Regions from separate parts of the Sus scrofa genome. Here regions 1, 3 and 4 are each linked to region 2. Evidence: chromatin contacts called from public Hi-C and promoter capture Hi-C data. All regions are on one chromosome and are shown on one strand. The core of a region is the stretch at or near the end of the contact, and the rest is flanking DNA. Distances in the headings are between cores, read along the strand shown. Region 1 holds the start of MINDY1 (ubiquitin carboxyl-terminal hydrolase MINDY-1). Region 2 holds the start of TARS2 (threonine--tRNA ligase, mitochondrial). Region 3 holds the start of ARNT (aryl hydrocarbon receptor nuclear translocator). Region 4 holds the start of GABPB2 (GA-binding protein subunit beta-2).

Region 1 (4,449 bases), core at 1,640-4,139, 420 kb before region 2:
GGAGGAATTAGGTGACATTTAGGATTTGTTGAAGACCAGAATCTTACTGCCCAGAGGAATTTGTAGAGTCTAAGATACTTAAAAAGGAAGTATTGTCAACCCCCTGCCTAGGTTTCTCCAGGGACAGTGTAACTTGAAGTAGGGGGACCAGGTGACCAGCTTTTTACTGCTAACTGGGGACAGCAGCCTAATGCTGCACAACCAGGCAGCAAGGTTGGGAGATTCCAACTGGCTCAGAGAGCACCAAAAATAAGCCACAAAGCATTCAGGAGTCATGTTTATAGTTTTGATTCCAAACACACTTTGTGCTTATCCCATCCCAGCTAAGGATGAAAACCGGAGGCTAAGGAATGCAGGTTGTGAGTCAACAGACATACCTGATGTATTGTGTGTGTTTATCTTAAAAACAGATTTAAAGTAAAACACCATGACCATCTTTAATTTAGAATGACTTAGGCCCACCAGACAAAAACCGCCGTTTAGAGACGACTAAGCCGTGGTCACAGGTTCCCTCGTACCCCCCGCGGGAGGGTTACCTGGAGGCCAGTGGGCCAAGGAGGCTTCCTAAGCGGAAAACTGAAAGAGGGGCGAGGTGAAAGGAACAAATAATACATTTCGCGGCGGGCGCAGCCCTGGTCCTTTTGCCGGACCTGATCCAGCGACACTGAGCAGCGGCTCAGCGGCAGGACCCAGACCCACGCTTCCTCCTCCCCACTCTCCGGTAGACCCCAAAGGCAGGAGCCCCAAAAGGAGGTGACCAAGCAGCATTCCCACTCTCAAGCGGTAGGTTCTTGTCCCTCACTCCAAAGGGCCCAAGCCTGATCAGATCCCAAGCTCCCACCACACGATTCCGCGTTCCCTCCACACAGACCCTCGGGACTTCCCAGATCCCACATCTTCGTCCTTCCTGGACCCCAGGCTCCATTCCCTACGATCACAGACAGGGGTCCGTTACCTGCAGAGCGGCTCGACAACCCTGCAGGTAGTCTTCCATGGTGAAGCCCAAGGTGTGCCGCCGCCCCTCTCCGCGGAGAGGTTAACCAGTAAATGCGCCCCGCCCCGGACTCAGGGGCTTGAGGCGAGAGTCAGGAGGCGGGACTCGAACCCGCCATAAAGCCATTCGGCCGGGACCCCAGGAGGAAGTGCGTAAGCGGGCGCCCACGGAATCCGACGTCGCCCCGCCCCCAGAGACAGAAGCCGAGTTCTGCGCCCAGAGACTCACGGGAAGCGCGAAGCGGGTGGTGGTGGTGCAAGGCGTCCTGGGAAATGTAGTCCCAAAACTCCAAAACGGCCCTAAGAATTGAGGGAAGGAGAATTTTCTGAGATCGCTTATTTGACACACAAGTGTAAATGCGTCACATAAACTTTGTGGCATCTGAATTTTCCCTCTTGAGTCAGATTAAGTATAGCATCTTTCTATCTATATATTACACTGACCATCTGGTTGACATTTTAAATCACACTGGGCAAAAACGGCTTTTCAACTTTCTCGAATTCTCTACTTTAACAAACGGTCCCATTGCAATCACAATTTTGTGATTATCCATGTTATAAAAATATTGGAATATGAAAACATCGTAATAATCTTTGGCCTCTCTTCTTAATTCCTACAGCCTCTTGCCAACTCCAGTTGCTGCCATTACAACTCTATAGCCTCTTTTTTTCTATAGCGTCAGCAAATTCTCTTTCTTTTTCCGGACTGTTGTAACTTGGGTTTCTGCTCACCTGCCTCCCTAATTGTTCCAAATGCCCCTGCAGCCTTCAGAGTTGTTTGAAGTTTCATCCTGGAGCAGCCATGTAAGTAGAGCTTGGGGGAACCTTTCAGAATGTAGAGTTGGGTTCCAACCACATTTAACTACCACCTTCCAGCCCCAGGGTAGTGCAGAATACTGCAGAAAATGTGCTTTTTTTTTTTTTTTTTTGTCTTTTTGCCTTTTCTAGGGCCGCTTCCTGTGGCATATGGAAGTTCCCAGGCTAGGGGTCTAATCGGAGCTGTAGTCGCCGGCCTACGCCAGAGCCACAGCAACATGGGATCTGAGCCTTGTCTGTGACCTACACCACAGCTTAACCCACTGATCAAGGCCAGGGATCGAACCCGCAACCTCATGATTCCTAGTCGGATTCGTTAACCACTGTGCCACAATGGGAACTCCGTGATAAATGTACTCTTTTCATCAAATGTTCCCTCATTTATTAATGAATCCCTTTGTTTCCTACCACCAACCTCACACCAGTTTTTCCTGCTCCCCAAGCTCGGAATTGAGAGGAGGTGATAGATGAGAAGCTGAGGCCTGTGGTGGGAACAAGGACCGGAGCAGAGGGATATTGAAGCTCCTGCTTGCTCAGCTAGTTTTCTCCCTGCTTCACTCTTCCCAGAGCCTGGGGCTTCTTACACACCCTCTCTGCACTACCAGGGGCATAGCCCAACTGGTTTCTAGACTAAAAAAGTGAGCAAATACGTGTATGTGTTACTGGGTCACCTTGCTGTGCAGCAGAAAATTGACAGAACACTGTAAATCAGCTATAATGGAAAAAATAAAAATCATTATTAACTATAAAAAAAAAAAGTGAGGGAGTTTCTGTTGCGGTGCGGCGGAAACGAATCCGACTAGGGACCATGAGGTTGCGGGTTCGATCCCTGGCCTTGCTCCGTGGGTTAAGGATCCTGGCATTGCCGTAGGCTGTGGTGTAGGTGGCAGATGCAGCTCAGATCCTTTGTTGCTGATCTGATTAGATCCCAGCCTGGGAACTTCCATGTGCCGCAGGTGCGGCCCTAAAAAACAAAAAACAAACAAAAAAGAGATATAGTAAGGATTTTGAAAGGATAAGGATTTTTCACTTTAAATGAGTAATTATGCTAATATCACGCTGTCTGGCCTGCCTCTGTGGATCCAGAGCAAAGGACTTTTGTACCTAGAGAGAAAGCCCAGATCCAACAAGCTGCTGCTGTCCGGCCCTGCTCCTCCTCCCCACTCAGCAAGGGCCCTTGCTTTTCCCTCTTCTCACCAGAGAGGCACAAGCGCTCCGTCCCTTCCAGCGGCAGGCGGAGGGAGGAGAAAGGGTCTGTTGTTTTTCTCTCCTGTTTCTCTCTCTCTCACTGCTGATCACCAAGCTGCTGACCAGGTCAGAAAGCCCTAATGGAAATCCTCCAGTGCTGGCCTGGCTCCTCCTCCTCCCAGAAGCTTGTCCTTGACTGATTTTTCTTTGTCCCGACGGGAAAGAGAGAGAGAGAGAGAGAGAAAGAAGAAAAAAGAAAACCCACAAACTTCCTTTGAAAACCAGCTCGCTAGACTGGGCCTGGAGCGCACGCCCTAGACTCGGCGACTCAGAAATCCTGGAGACGCTCTGAGCGACCTGGGAGTACCTGGGCTGCACTCCTGCCGGTCTCCACCCTCTTCCAGTGCCCCCGGCCGGCCGTGGGCGTGAGTCCGGAAGTGGCCACCATCCGGCCAAGACTGCTGCGCACAAACCCGTGTAAACCTGTGCGAGCTCTGGCTTTGACAGCTGGAAGGCAGCTGGGAGTGTGGTGGCGCCCCTCACTGCACCCACCTGCCCCATCGTATTGCCAGAGCTGCACCCTCCTTCTGTGTCCTGGAACAGCACCCACTTCTTTAAGGTAAAAACTTTGAACCATTTCCTTCACCTCTTCTCCTAATCCCCAGTCCTCTGTTTCCTCTTTAGCCCTGGGGAGGTGACACTGACTGTTCTTCCACGTTGGGTCTCTACACGTTTAGATTTTGAGAGGCGTTCAGGCAGAAGGAATATGTAAAAGACGCTGCTTGGGTCCCTGTATTTCTTCCTTTTAATGACACCTTCCCCCTCTCCCTTGCTAGCACGTAGACAAGGCACCGTCGTTGACTTAACTCTGAGGAGAACTTCTAAACCATTAGTTCTGTGACGATTTGCATCAGAGCGAGAAAGAGATTAGAGGGGGACAGTAAAGCACTTGAGGGGAGAGTAAAGTTCCTAGGGAGTGCGGGTGGGGGGCGTCTTGTGGAAGCTGGGTACCAGTTGTATATGCTTCTTCCAACTTTTGGCTACTTACTGCCGCTGGCTAGGGGTGGGTCTGGGCTGCTTTACCTCTCACTCACCACCAGAGGATAATTCCAGCTGGAGAAAATGTGTTGGATTTAAGAGGAAAAAGAAAGAGAAATCCTGATTTGTTTGAGTACCTGTGCTCCCTCATTCTCTCCTGCTCTGAAGGAGCACCAGGCAGGTACCTTGAAGAGGAGAAATTCTCCATCACGCTTCCTGCCTCTATTCTGAAGACTTAGCCCATCCAACTTTGCCCAGTTTCTCTGAGACCCAGCTTCCTCCGGTGTCCAGCTCCTGGGTTCTTTTGGTTTACCTGTCTGGCCAGCTAGCTGCCCAGCCCCCACTTAATTATTGATCTTTTCTTTTCTTCCCTGTTTTTCTCTAAGCTTTAAAAAAAGTGTTCCCAGGCTCTTG
Region 2 (4,241 bases), core at 1,197-3,696:
TCTCAAAAAAAAAAAAAAAACCCAGAAAATAAAATATGGTGAAATCTCTAAAAAAGAAATCATTCTCCTTCCTTGCACTACTCACCGTTCCTTGCCCAGGAAGAAATCATGGTAGAAGCCACATTCCGTACTTGGACCTTGGCAGAGGACAGCACCTAGGAATTGTTCAGCTGCTGCCCCCAGGACATGGGTGCTGGAGTGCCAGAATACCTGGGTTCACAAGTAAGAAGTTCATAATTTCATAACCTTCTCCTTTAGCCCCTAGCTCTCTGATCCTCTCCTCAGAGAAGCTGGTGTGAAACCAGCATGAATAACTACCACAATATGGGGAACGTGACCTTGAGGGTAACCAGTAAATATAAAAAGTAAACAACAAACAACCTGACCAGAAAAGAAGGCAGCCAGAAGAAGCAGTGCACAGAAGAGAGTAAGCCCCACTCCTCGGTGCTTCCTGGTTCCAGAGCATAGTGGGAGGCTAGTGTCAGTCTTCATGCCCTCCAAGCTGACATGAACAAGGAAAGGAGGCCAGGTAGTGTGCTCATTTGTGGAAGCCACATTAAAACTAAATATATGCATAACAAGGACCTACTGTATAGCACAGGGAACTCAATATTCTGTAATAACCTATATGGGAAAAGAATCTGAAAAAGAATTGATATTTGTACATGCATAACTGAATCACTCTACTGTATACCTGAAACACAACACTTTAAATCAACCCTGCTCCAGTATAAAACAAAAATTTAAAAAAGAACTCAATATATGCTACAAGATGACAACTTACAATGCTTGTCTCAAGAGTTGGGCTAAATTGGCATATTATCATTCTGTATTCAACATAACACCTCTCCCTTTCACTAACACAAATAATCACTGCTTAACAGACCCAGGCTAACTAAAAACTTTCATCCTAGGTTTCCAGCTTAGCCAGGAGTCAAGACAAGCAATATGGAGTTCCCGTCATGGCTCAGTGGTTAACAAACCCAACTAGTATCCATGAGGACACGGGTTCAATCCTTGGCCTTGCTCAGCGGGTTAAGGATCTGGTTTGCCATGAGCTGTGATGTAGGTCGCAGGTGCAGCTCAGATCCAGTGTTGCTGTGGCTGTGGCGTAGGCTGGCTGCTACAGCTCCGATTTGACCCCTAGCCTGGGAACCACCATATGCCTCCAGCGCAGCCCTAAAAAGACAAAAAAAAAAAAAAAAAAAAAAAATCAAAAAAGATAAGCAGTCCATGGTAGGCCTCCCTCTCAACTGAAAATGGAGAAACTGAGGCAAAAAAAAAAAAATGCTAGAAATTCCCACTTAAACATCTCTTAGCAGCCCCTATATCCCAATAAGGAAGAAACGTACTGCTTTCCCCTCTGCAGAATCGAATGTCAGAAATCTGAGGTCAGAATCTTTTTCCAAGGGCCGTTCCAGATCATAAGGTTCTCCATTCACTACAGCAGCTACTGCAGTATCTGCCAGTTTTGAACTTCAACAGTGGGGGTGAGGATAAAAAAAGACAAGGTTACAAGCTACAGAGGAAGACAGGAACTAATCCTTAGCAACTCTAAACTTGCGAAGGGGAAATGTATTACCAGAACACTGGAATCTTTTCTTTTTTTTTCCCCTCAATGCATAATAGAGAAAGGTCAGAGACCATAAAACTAATGCAGATAAAAAGGAATATGCAGGAAAGGCTATCTTGATGGGGATGGAATAAACATGCAGAGTTCTTTCCCTGCTCAAGTAAACAAAGTACAGAGGTAGGTTTACCCGGTAGGTATAGAAGGCCTGGTACCTGATCTGCTGAGCTAGTTGGTAAGGGGTTGTGTTCCATGCCACAGCATCCACTTTCCTGCCTCCAGGAAGCGATACCTTAATAGCCCGGTGTTCCTTCTGCGCCATGCTTGCTAACTTCTTTACCTGGGCGGTCCATAGCTCCTCAAAAAAGCCAAGCCGCTCTACCAACCAGTGTGGAGGAGTGGGCACAGCTGCCTGGAGGAAAAGATGTTAGGAGGTAACACAGGTCCCAAAATTCCTTATTGAGCTTGGGGGTAGTGGGAAGTGAGAACATTTAAGTGGCCATGATCTTAAATCCCAGTCTTTAAAAAAAGAATGGGAGGTATAAGGCCCTAGGCTGGGAGTGCTACATTCCCCAGACGGCTACCCTAGGAAAAAGATGGCGTACCTAAGGGCTACGGTAGCCGGGTCCCGAACGTAGGGCGGGAGTAGGGGGTGTCAGATGGGGTTGAGAGCCTATACTTTGGGCTTCAGCTGCGCTAGGTCCGATGTGTTTCGGAACTTTTGGGTACCTCACGCACCGTGTGCAGCCCGCAGGCTTGTAACCCTGGGAGCCGAAGTCGCCGCCACCTCCGATACAGCCCCATGTTCCTTCAGACCCGTCACACAGCCTCAAATAAATGATCGCTCCTTCTCTTTTGTCGGATTCTTCATTGGCTGCTGGCCCAACAATACCCATGCCTATTGGTTGTTATAGCTGTCACTCCAGTCTGGCCCCACCTCCAGGAACTCCGAAGCGGTATACCCCACACAGCACAAGCAGCGGTGTGGGTGGTTCCGGGTGACCGGAAGACCTAAGCTGATGCACACAGGGAATTCCAGTACCTGCAGAGTTTCAGACCAAAGTAGCAGTAAGATATGCTGCGGCTTTAAGGACAGAAGCAGGGAAACTTAGAGAGTGGGAGAAAAACGGACCAGAAGGGGTTGTTATTTCCTTTTAACTCTAAGTTTTCTTTTACACAGGCTTCACCGGGATGTGAAGTGAAGGAAACAGGTAAGAGCATAAATCTGGAATGAGACAGACCTGGTATAAATCCTGGATCACTGCGTAATTTGGGGTAAATTAATTCCTTTTAAACTTCAATTTTCTCATCTGTAAAATGAGAATAATAATATCATTCTGGTAGTTCTCATGTGGCTTAACGAGTTAAGGATCCGGCAGTGGCCCGGGTTGGATCCCTGGTCTGGTAACTTCCACATGCCTCCGTGTGCAGCCAAAACAAACAAAACAAACAAACAAAAAACCCTTAACTGTTGAGGTTAATTTTATGTAAATCGTCTAATATACTGCATGGTCCACAGTAATCGGCAACAATAGCAACAATCCATGAGAAAAAATGAATACAACATATAACAGCTTTGAGGCTGGAGCAAAACAAAGACTTTAAGGCTGGAGCAAAACAAAAGCAGAGGGCACTCCTTGGAGTCCCTTCATACTCGGTGCTTAAAGAAGGACCTCTGAGACCTCTTAGACCGTACACATGAGGAATTTAAGATCAGAGAAGGTAAGTGATTTAAGATCAAACAGTAAGCACTGACGCTGGATTCTCAATCCAAGTCTTCTATTCTTCTACCACACCAGACTCTCTCTAGTAAGAATTTTATCCCCAATATAATTCCCCCACCACTTAAGAAAAAAAGTTCCTGACCCTAGAATCTTAGCTCTCTGCTTTCTACACAGGACCTTTGCCTCTCATTCCCATCCAAGCTCTCAACTTCCTTTATCCCTTCTCTCCCCTCTCCCTATATCTAGAACATAAGACTAGATATATTTGATTTGTTTTACACAGTGAAAAATGAAACACAGGAGTTCCTGCTGTGGCACAGCGAGGTAGGAATCCAACTGTAGCCACCTCAGGTGGCTGCAAAGACTCGGGTTCCATCCCCTGCCAGAGCAGTGGATTAAGGATCCGCCATTGCCACTGACGTGGCATAAGTCACAGCTGTGGCTGGGATTCAATCCCTAGCCTGGGAACTTCCATATGCCATGAATGTGGCCATAAATTAAAGGAGAAGGAAAGAAAGAAAGAAAAAGAAAAGAAAAATGACCAGATTTGTAGTAAAGTTTGAGGGAAATGCACTTGGGGACAGCTGTGAGGTTCTTGGTAATTCCCATTAGTCCCCTCACCTGGGGGTGGGGATGGTTGGTTCTCATGTTTCCAATGGTGATGGAATCAAGGATTGTGGAGGAAGAGCTTTCAGAGAAAGATGTTTAATCTAAGTTTCCAGAGGTTCTGTTCTGCGGGAGGCAGCTGTTGATCTTAGTCACAGGCACCACTCTGCATCTTGGCTCCATATTCTGGCATGTTAGACACCCTGAAATACAAAAAGAAATAGACAAGAGTGTGGAGGAGGAAGTTTACCTGTGTGTGTGTGTTTGGGAGAAGGTAGGTAGAATTTTTAAATGGCATTCAGAAAATGTGACAACAGGCAGAACTTTTCCCATGGCTCTGC
Region 3 (4,825 bases), core at 1,023-3,522, 300 kb before region 2:
AAGAATACAGATCAGGTATTTTTGCAGACCATACCTCAGTTTGGGTTTGTCTGATGTCCTCCCATGTTTAGGCTGAGGCTATAGATTTGGTGGAAGAACACAACAGAAGTGAGGTGCCCTTCTCATCGCATCATGTCAGGGGTATGTGAAACAAAATACTGACTGCCATATCAGTAAGCAAAGGATTTCACAGTCATTAGCAATTGCAGCCACCTCCAAGGATGAGCCAGTGAACTCTGAGGAAAATTAGGATGTGAAACTGGCCCTATATCAAAGGAATGATTTCAGTGAGCCCAGACCTTTGTATCTTCCCATACACAGAAAAGCTCTAAATTCCTTAATTTCAGATATCTAGTTTTCTGTTATTAACAGTAATCTTTTGTTTATACTAGGTAGGTAGATAGTTCCTACTACTTGCTCTTTGTTGCAAAACTCCTCTATGTCCTAGCTCCTCCCAGCCTCCTCAGAGCAATTTTCTCAGGGTTACTTGAGATGCTGCCTCCAGGGCTTTGGAGTTCTGTCCACCGAATAAAATATAACAATCAACTTTTAGGATGTGCAGATATTTATTTAGTCCTCAATACATAGTTTTAATATAACTTACTATTGGCGAAGTTAACCTTGATTATTTGGGAAAGATGGTATCTGTCAGTTTTCTTCACTGTAACATTACTATTTTCCCCTTTCCATATCCTATTCCTTAAAAGCAAACTCCTAAGCCAAATTCACAATCAAAGGAGGAAAATTAGGGAGTTCCTATTGTGGCTCAGTGGTTAAGGAACCCAACTGGTATTCATGAGGATGTGGGTTCAATCCCTTGCCTTGCTTGTTGGGTTAAAGATCCATCGTTGCTGTGAGCTGTGGTATAGGCTGCAGACACGCCTTGGATCCTGCATTGCTGTGGCTGTGATGTAGGCCGGCAGCTGCAGCTCTTGATTCAACCCCTAGCCTGGGAACTTACATATGCCAAGGGTGTGGCCCCAAAAAGACAAAAAAAAAAAAAAAAAAAGGAGGAGAATTAAGCTCTATCTCCTTGTAAATTTTCACTGCTACTGGTTACACTTCAAGGTACTTTTTTCATCAATGCATTTCTTTTGAGTGAGTGATTTTTCTCTTTTTGGTGAACTGGAAATACAACACAACAAACTGATAGCAAAGAAAATTTTAATTTTAACAAATGTAACAATAATATTCAAAATATGTTAAAATACCTTGGCTGAGTTAAACTATACTGTTAACTGAGAAAAGTGGATCTATGTAATCTTTGTAGGATACATACAAGAATTCAAAGATGCTCAAGAGTGTAATGGGATTTCTGTTAAAATTAGAATTAAATTTCTAATAGACAATTTGTGAAAGATATGTGAAACGGCAGTATGTTGCAGTGCTACACAAAGGGGATGAAGGGAAAATATTCCCAGAGTCAGACTTCTTCAGTTTGCCTCCACCGCTACTTACCAGCTGGGTGTCCATAGTTTAACCTCTTTGCTTCTGTTTCCTTATCTGCAAAACGGAAAAAATAACAGAATCTACCTCACAATGTTGTTATGAGGATTAAATGAAATACTATAAAACGGTTTGGACAGTGTCTGGCCCGAAGTGCTCAATGCTTCCTATTTTTTGAAAATAAATTTGTGCAATATTCATCTTATCAGTTCTCTGCTAAAAACCCGTCACCATGTCCCTTTCATTGATCAGAGGAAGTTATCCCACTCTTAATCAAAATATTTTCTTTATACATTGCCTCTTGTTTTGGCTGCCGATATCTCCCCTACCACACCACAAGCGCCCAGATACTCGAACACCACCAGTTCCATAAAAAGCATTCAAAACTCACTTATCTAACTTTTTTCAGCAGGTACAAAGGTCCTTGAAATAGGAAAAAACTAGGAAGGATTGCAAATCACTAAGTGAAGTTTAAACATATGAGCACCTGAAGAAGATCTACAAAAAAAATTGTCTGCAGAGTGGCCAGCCAGGCGAATCCACCACCCAGCGAAGCTTTTTAGTAAAATTGTTTTTCACTGACGTCACTGGATCTCTGACCTCTAACGCACTAGAGGCGGGATTAAAGAGACAGCTGGACTTCTTCCTTGCCCTCTCTCCTCCTCCGGACCCGCTGGCGGCTCAGTGGCCAGCCCGCCTCCGGTCGATTTGGCATTTCCATTGGCCAGTTTTCCAGAGGAGGCGGGCCTTGGGGGTGACCACGCCTCCTGGGCGGGGTCTCTCCGCCGTAGGGGTTGGGGACGGTGGGGGTTGCTGCAGCCGCCATCTTGGATTCCGCGGTAGCGGTGGCGGCATTACGGCGCCGCGTCTGGGGAGTGGCTCTCCCCTCCCCCTCCCCCCGGTTCGGTGGCGGCGGCTCCTCCCACTGGGGGGGTGGTACAGCGGCGGTGGCATCTGCGGCCATGGCGGCGACTACTGCTAACCCCGGTGAGGAGACGGAGGACTGGTGTGCCTCTAAAGAAGGAGGGGCTGAAGGGGTTGGCAGCTGGGGAGACCCAGGGCTGAGGGGCCGTAGTTGGGGTGAGAGCGCTGGGACGCGCGTAGGCGGTTAGGGGACAGTGGGGGAAGGGAGTGACCTGGGGGAGGGGCCCGACCCTGGGGCACTGGGGAGACCCGAAGTGGAGGGAGGGAGCAGGCGGGTGAGAGTTGGGGAATCCTTGCCCCGAGTTCTGTTGGAGCGGCTCTTGGCGCGGGGCTGGCCCGCCTCCACTCTTGTGGCGGCGTTCTGCTGTGTGGTGTGGTCCTCTTTCAACCCTCTGCCCACTGTGGACCTGCTTGATGCCGAGTAACTGTGGGCAGAGTGGCTCTTTTTACTTTAAAAGTGGTTTGGACTCTTAAGCACTGGACCACGTTGTTGTTTAGCTGAGGTGTGCTTCCAAACGTTTAGGTTATAAAGCCTTGAATTATACTCAATTTCTCTTGAAAAATAAAAAAGCTGTGCCCCTACCCCTCGCCCCGGGGGCTGTCCTTTGAAACTTACATTTGTGTATTAAAGATGCCTCTAGTGTCTGAAGGCGGAGGTTTGTGTAATGCTTGAGTTTCAGGATGAATCTTGCCAACAGCAAGCATCCAGGACCCAAGTTTAATTTGTTAGATGTGGGTCGAAGCAGTTCCCATTCTTTAAGAAAAGTTCAATTTATGCTATATCTCAATGAATATCTCTTCTAAAAGGAGAGCTTGAACATTTCGAAAAAATCTAGTCAGTCATGTCTAAGAGATGGAGTGGCGTGTAGTGCAGCATGTCTAGACAGATCAGGTCTTCACATTCCTAGTCCCAGTCCTCTTTCCACTATGTTACAGTTATTTCTCCCTGGGAAGTATTTCATTTTAGGGATCCCAGTTTACCTTGCTGACCTTGGCCATTTTCCAGAAATCCCTGTCTTTAATAGCCTTAAAAAAGAAGCCAGAGGTGGGGATGAATAATTTGGAAGTACCTTAGTGGGAGGGATTCACTGCCATTCCCTTGTTGAAATTTAAATTTTTTTCCGTGTCTCTGAAAGGGAGTATTATTTTGCAATACCAGGTTTTGCTATTACAGTTGAATCACTGTGAAATTTACTGTCTTTCCTACCATGTTTCTGGGAACAGAAGCTATTTAAAAGGAAGTTAACATTTGTCCACATGGTCAATATCATATTTTTAAATCTTGTTAATTTTTTAGAGGAAAAGGAGATAAAATTAATGGCTAAAATTCCATTGCAGAAAGTGCTGAGTGATGGAATAAAATTGAAAAGATGCGATGATTATGGCAAACCTGACCTTGGAGTAAAATAACCTGTTAACTAGGGAGTAAATAAACAAGATTTTAAACTGATAACACATTGCAAAATACTTACATAACCCTAGTCAAGTCGCAAAGCATTTCTCCTGTTAAGAGGTGGCCTGGGTAAACAAGTTTAGTGCATATGTCAGAAGTTTTTTTTCTAGCAGTGTGGGTGGGGTTGCTTTATTTTGTTTTGTTTTTTAAACAACAGTTACCAGAATGACAATTTCTTGACCACATTTTTATTAGCTGATCGATATCAACTTAAATCTGTAAGCAAAAAATAGCATTTATTTGTATAGAATCTTTGCTAATGATGAAACAGTTACTTTGTTTATTGCCCTTTGGCAGCCTGCTTTCTGCAACTTTTAGATTTCTTTTTTGATGTTGGAGAATTCTCCTATCTCTTCCAAGTTATTGATTCCAAGTTCAACACATGATAATTAAGTTAGAAAGTGCATTTACTTCCTTCATTTCTCCTTATGCCCCTTTGTATCACATGAAAGAGATCATGGGTGGACTTTTGGTAGCCTGTTGCATTTTGGGAAATGAGGACCAAGAATGTAGGGACACAGGGTGGAAATGTACTGTGCTCAGTGAAGAGAAAATAAATGATTTTCAGGTCAGAATTCTTCGTTGCGTGGTCAAACCTTTCTTCTTTTTCAGCTGCACCGGGGGCACTCGGAAGTTCCCAGGCCAGGGATCTAATCCGAGCTGCAGCTTAGACCTATACCACAGCTGCAGTAAATCTGGATCCTTAAGCCACTGCACCACAGCAGGAACTCCAAAGCTTTTTTTCTTTAGAGTCAGTTTAGGGACTGGGGCCATCATACCTATTTCCTTGAGTTTTTTTTAAATTTTATCTTTTTGCTAGTTAAGTTTTCCTGTAGTTCCTGTTTGTTCTGTCATATGTCTGCAAAGGAAATTTAACTCTTCTAAGCTTCATTTAAGCTAATTTTAACATTAATAATACTTGATGATCACTTTAGTTGTGTTTAGAGTATGATTTAGAGATTGTTGGTAGTCCTTCAGTATCTTGCAGGGGACTAGCAAGAT
Region 4 (4,692 bases), core at 1,342-3,841, 470 kb before region 2:
TAATTGATGGAGTGCTTGAGCTCTTGACCACAAAGTACTCTATTATCAGAAAGTACTTCCATTCTTTTTTTGTTTGTTTTGTCTTTTTGCCTTTTCTAGGGCTGCTCCTGCAGCATATGGAGATTCCCAGGCTAAGGGTCTAATCGGAGCCGTAGCCACCGGCCTACACCACAGCCACAGCAATGCCAGATCCAAGCTGTGTTTGCAGTCTACACCACAGCTCTCGGCAATGCCAGATCCTGATGGAGGCCAGGGATCGAACCCACATCCTCATGGATGCTAGTTGGGTTCGCTAACAACTGAGCCACGACGGGAACTCCCTCCATAGATGTTTTTAAAAAGAGATGAAAAGTCTACAAATAAATGCTGGAGAGGATGTGGAGAAAATCAGGCTCTCTTACACACTTAGTGAGAGTGTAAACTGGTGCAGCCACTACGAAAAAGAGTATGGAGATTTCTAAAAAAAACTAATAGAGTTGCTATATGATCCAGCAATCTCACTCCTGGGCATATACCCAGAAAAAACCATAATTCAGAAAGATAGAGAGTTCCTGCTGTGGTGCAGTGGGTTATGGATCCAGTGTTGCTGCAACTTTGGCATAGGTCACAGCTGCAGCTCAGATTCAATCCCTGGCCCAGGAACTTCCATAAGCTGCAGATGTGGCCAAAGAAAAAAAATTTTGAAAAGATGTTTGCACCAGCATGTTCACAGCAGCACTATTTCCAAAACCCAAGACATGGAAACAAACTAAATGTCCGTCAACAAATGAATGGATAACAATGTAGCGCACACACACACACAATGGAATATTACTCAGTCATCCAAAAGATGCCATTTGCAGAAATAATGCCATTTGCAGCAAAATGGATGGAGATCATCATACTTGGTGAATTAAGTCAGAAAGATAAAGACAAGTACCATATGCTACCAAGTATGTAGAATCTAAAATACGACACAAATCAACAGGAACTACAGAAGTTCCCTGGTGATGCAGTAGCTTAAGTATCTGGTGTTGCTGCAGCTTTGGCACAGGCCAGTGCAGGTTTGATCCCTAGCTGGGGAACTATTGCATGCCATGAGTGCTAGGGGGTGGGGGGAACCCAAAAAGCAAAAAACGTATTTATAAAACAAAAACAGACTCACAGACATAGAGAACAGAATTGCGGATTCCAAGGGGGCTAAGGGATGGGAGAGAGAAGGACTGAGAGTTTGGGATTAGCAGATGCAGACTAATATATACAGAATGGATAAATAGCAGGATCCTACCCTGTAGCACAGGGAACTGTAATCAATTTCCTCTGATAAACCATAACGGAAAATAACACGAAAAAGAATATATTTCTGGCACAGAGGGTTAAGGATCCCCCGTTGTCACTGCAGCAGCTTGGGTCATTGCTGTGGTGTGGCTTCGATCCCTGGCCAGGGAACTTCCGCATGACATTTTGATTTTAAAAATTAAAAACAAAAAGAGTTGAGAGAGAAAAGTCCTTCTGGTAAGAGGGAGAGGAATGGGATGATGTCTGCTCACTCAAGGAAATCTATGAGATTATCACAATATTATAAGCAACAAGACTTCAATAAACTAAAAAATAAGGAAAAAAAATCTGTGAGAATAGGAGAAAGCTAATGGCAAGGAGAAATGAAATCGAAGAACTCATGATTTGCCAACCTTTTTTCCTTTTTCTATTGCACACGTCCCCACTGGGCCGCCAGCTGTACAAACAACCCTGCAAGAACTGGAGGCGGGGCCCTTGCTGCTATTTCTCAGTTTACTGAGCTCACTAATAATCTTAAGGCTAACACTCGGGTCAGAGAATTAGAATCTCCGTTTTCTCATCTATCACAACTCCCCCAGCGCCTCAGCAATGTTCAGTCTTTCTGGAAGAGTCAACTTGTGGCAGGGAGCCAAGGTCTCAGCCTAGAGGGCCACCCCCGGATCGGGCTCCGCGCTGCCCCCTAGTGGTCACCTCTGTGGCCTTGCCTTCCCTCGGTCCGGCTCCCCAGCCCCAGGTCTTACACCCACCCCCTTCTTCACCTCCTCCTAGTCCCCTCCCCTTCCTCCCGGCAGCATCCCCTTCCTCTTCGTCCCCTTCCCCCAGCTAACCCCGTTCCAGTGAAGGGGCGCCGCTCTGTCTGCACCCAGAGGTCCGGGGCTGGGCTAGGAGGCGGTGCAACTTCTCAAGGCAGTCTTCCTTCCAGCCCTGACGCCCCCCAGAGCCCAGACATCTCTCCTCCCTCCTTACCTCCTCGTCCGGGACGCTGCCGGCTGTGCTTTCGCCGAGCCCGCCAGTTTGGTCCTGTTTCCTTCTCTAGTTAAAGCTCCCTGTCAATGATGGTTACTTTTTGGCCTTTTCATATATACATATTTTGGGGGCCTTTAACCCCCCCTCGTGGAGAAATGGAGGCTGCAAAATGGCGGACCCGGAAGTGAAGACGGCGAATATAATTTCTGGCGGAAGAATCTGTGAAGAGAATGTGGTTAGAAAATCCACATTTGCACTCGAACAGAAGGGTGATGCACCCCTGAGGCTCATTTTCTATTCTCCGAAAGTCTTTTGAGGTGAAGTAGTGCGTATCTATGTTATCTCAGACGGGACTATTTAGCGAGGCGGAGGATTGTCGATTACGCGTCTTACGTGTCATATAGTTCCGGTAGGGGACGGACCTGATGGTTTGTTTTGGCGCCAAGAATCCCGGCGAACCACTGAGAGAAACTGATCTCTGCCTTGGGTTTGCATTTAGCTAGAAGCAACCAGTTTAGGGGCCAGTTTAAGGTTGAAGAGGAAACTGTTTCTCTGTCTCAACCTCGGGCGAAGATGTTTGGGACGTTGCCTGGATTTGTGCGTGAATTGAGCTCTGGTGCCCGACGGACACATTTCTAATTACAGCCTAGAGGTAAAGAGCCTAGAGCCGAGCTGTCAACTCAATGAAACAGATATCGGAGTCTTGTTTGAGGGGGTTGGAGGTGCTGAAAGGGGATGGAACGGGAGTTTGCAAATCCAGTTAGCCACTTTGTTTACCAAACAGTTGATTCCTGTCTGCACCCACCTTTCGCCGTAAGCTGAAGGACAGCGACAAGTTGGGAAAGAAGACCTTCAAAAATAGGTAGACATAGAAAAGGACAGATCACTGCTCCATTTTGTATTCGATTTTGGCTTTTGTCGTTGATGATGGGCCTTTCAAACCCTATGGGGAAGATTTACATGGTTCCCCTCTTTTCTGGATTTCTCTAGATCCTCTTGTTTTTTTGGTTTTTTTTTTTTTTTTTTTTTTTTTTGCTATTTCTTGGGCCGCTCCCGCGGCATATGGAGGTTCCCAGGCTAGGGGTTGAATCGGAGCTGCAGCCACCGGCCTACGCCAGAGCCACAGCAACGCGGGACCCGAGCCGCGTCTGCAACCTACACCACAAGCTCACAGCAACGCCGGATCGTCTACCCACTGAGCAAGAGCAGGGACCGAACCCGCAACCTCATGGTACCTAGTCGGATCCGTTAACCACTGCGCCACGACGGGAACTCCCTCCTCTTGTTCTTTAAAGGACTTAGGGCATAATGTCCCAACTGGTATTTACGGCTTCCCTTTTTATTTGAAGGTCAAAATCTTATCTCATTCATGTTTACATCCTTAGGTTGTCTGGCTCAGTGCCTCATATAGTAGGTACCCATTAGCTATTTGTAAATCAGTACAAATTGTTTATTTTTTATCATTTTTTATTTTTTATTTTTTTTAATTTATTTTTTTCTATTTCTTGGGCCGCTCCTGCGGCATATGGAGGTTCCCAGGCTAGGGGTTGAATCGGAGCTGTAGCCACCGGCCTACGCCAGAGCCACAGCAACGCGGGATCCGAGCCGCGTCTGCAACCTACACCACAGCTCACGGCAACGCCGCCGGATCGTTAACCCACTGAGCAAGGGCAGGGACCGAACCCGCAACCTCATGGTTCCTGGTCGGATTCGTTAACCACTGCGCCACGACGGGAACTCCCCCAAATTGTTTATTTTTTAAATGAGGCAAGTTATAAATAAGCATATAACATATTTGGGTTAATTTGTTTCTTTTTGTAGGCACCTAGGCTGAGATGATGAACGGCAGACTTAATGCCACAGGTACCTCCTGAGGCATCTAGCATTATTACCTCAAATACTTCGTTATTGGGCAAGCACAAGAGTGGCTGGTTACAGCTTTCTCCCAAAACACTTTAAATAATTTTGAGTTGGAGTTGCCCTGTGGCTCAGCAGGGGACTAGTATTCATGAGGATGTGGGTTCAATCCCTGGCCTAGCTCAGTGGGCTAAAGATCCATTGTTCTGAGCTGCAGCGTTGTGGAGGATGTGGCTTGGATCCAGTGTTTCTGTGGCTGTGGTATAGGCCGGCAGCTCCAATTCGACCCCCAGCCTGAAAACTTCCTTATGCTGCTGGTGTGGTCTTAAGAAAAATAATAATAATTTTAAGTTGATTTCACCCTTTTTCTTGTCACCTATCTGTTCAACATAAAGTTCATCATTTTAATGTATAAAGGCTACTCAAATCCTTCTTCCTCAAAGTTAATATTAGATATTATGTATAAGCTGAACGTGGGCGCTCTGTACTGCTTCCCTTGTGGAGAGAGAACTAAGAGTCCAGTCCTGGGATTGAATGTCTTTATTAAAGAAGTGATTAAATGGCAACACAAATCACCAGAAGTAATTTTGG

Evidence for each region. Promoter capture Hi-C pulls out the DNA fragments that hold promoters and counts their contacts. Hi-C and Micro-C count contacts between places; a contact is called where the count stands out from the background.
Region 1: a contact with region 2 is called in a promoter capture Hi-C map of liver, with 4 times the contacts expected there. The contact joins the promoter of MINDY1 here to the promoter of TARS2 in region 2. A contact is called at or near these places in 1 of 5 promoter capture datasets (liver) and 1 of 2 datasets of contacts at active chromatin or transcription factors (alveolar macrophages).
Region 3: a contact with region 2 is called in a Hi-C map of liver, with 5 times the contacts expected there. The contact joins the promoter of ARNT here to the promoter of TARS2 in region 2. A contact is called at or near these places in 3 of 5 promoter capture datasets (fetal liver, fetal skeletal muscle and liver) and 3 of 47 Hi-C or Micro-C datasets (embryonic fibroblasts, epiblast stem cells and liver).
Region 4: a Hi-C map of liver shows a contact between it and region 2, with 5 times the contacts expected there. The contact joins the promoter of GABPB2 here to the promoter of TARS2 in region 2. A contact is called at or near these places in 1 of 5 promoter capture datasets (liver), 1 of 47 Hi-C or Micro-C datasets (liver) and 1 of 2 datasets of contacts at active chromatin or transcription factors (alveolar macrophages).

The regions. Positions count from the first base shown.
Region 1 is chr4:98,215,727-98,220,175 of Sscrofa11.1, forward strand. MINDY1 (ubiquitin carboxyl-terminal hydrolase MINDY-1) reads left to right here and starts at 2,890. Exons shown (of 10, transcript XM_001929665.7): 1 at 2,890-3,616. It overlaps PRUNE1 (protein prune homolog), which reads right to left and starts at 3,136. Exons shown (of 9, transcript XM_013997183.2): 1 at 3,007-3,136; 2 at 1,223-1,293.
Region 2 is chr4:98,632,872-98,637,112 of Sscrofa11.1, forward strand. TARS2 (threonine--tRNA ligase, mitochondrial) reads right to left here and starts at 2,447. Exons shown (of 18, transcript XM_003355197.4): 1 at 2,309-2,447; 2 at 1,786-1,982; 3 at 1,353-1,476; 4 at 86-210. The coding sequence starts at 2,374. ECM1 (extracellular matrix protein 1) reads right to left here and starts at 210. Exons shown (of 23, transcript XM_021089909.1): 1 at 86-210.
Region 3 is chr4:98,331,187-98,336,011 of Sscrofa11.1, forward strand. It overlaps ARNT (aryl hydrocarbon receptor nuclear translocator), which reads left to right and starts at 2,273. Exons shown (of 22, transcript NM_001315687.1): 1 at 2,273-2,433. The coding sequence starts at 2,409.
Region 4 is chr4:98,161,364-98,166,055 of Sscrofa11.1, forward strand. It overlaps GABPB2 (GA-binding protein subunit beta-2), which reads right to left and starts at 2,592. Exons shown (of 9, transcript XM_005663482.3): 1 at 2,245-2,592. MLLT11 (myeloid/lymphoid or mixed-lineage leukemia; translocated to, 11) reads right to left here. Exons shown (of 2, transcript NM_001244607.1): 2 at 4,627-4,692.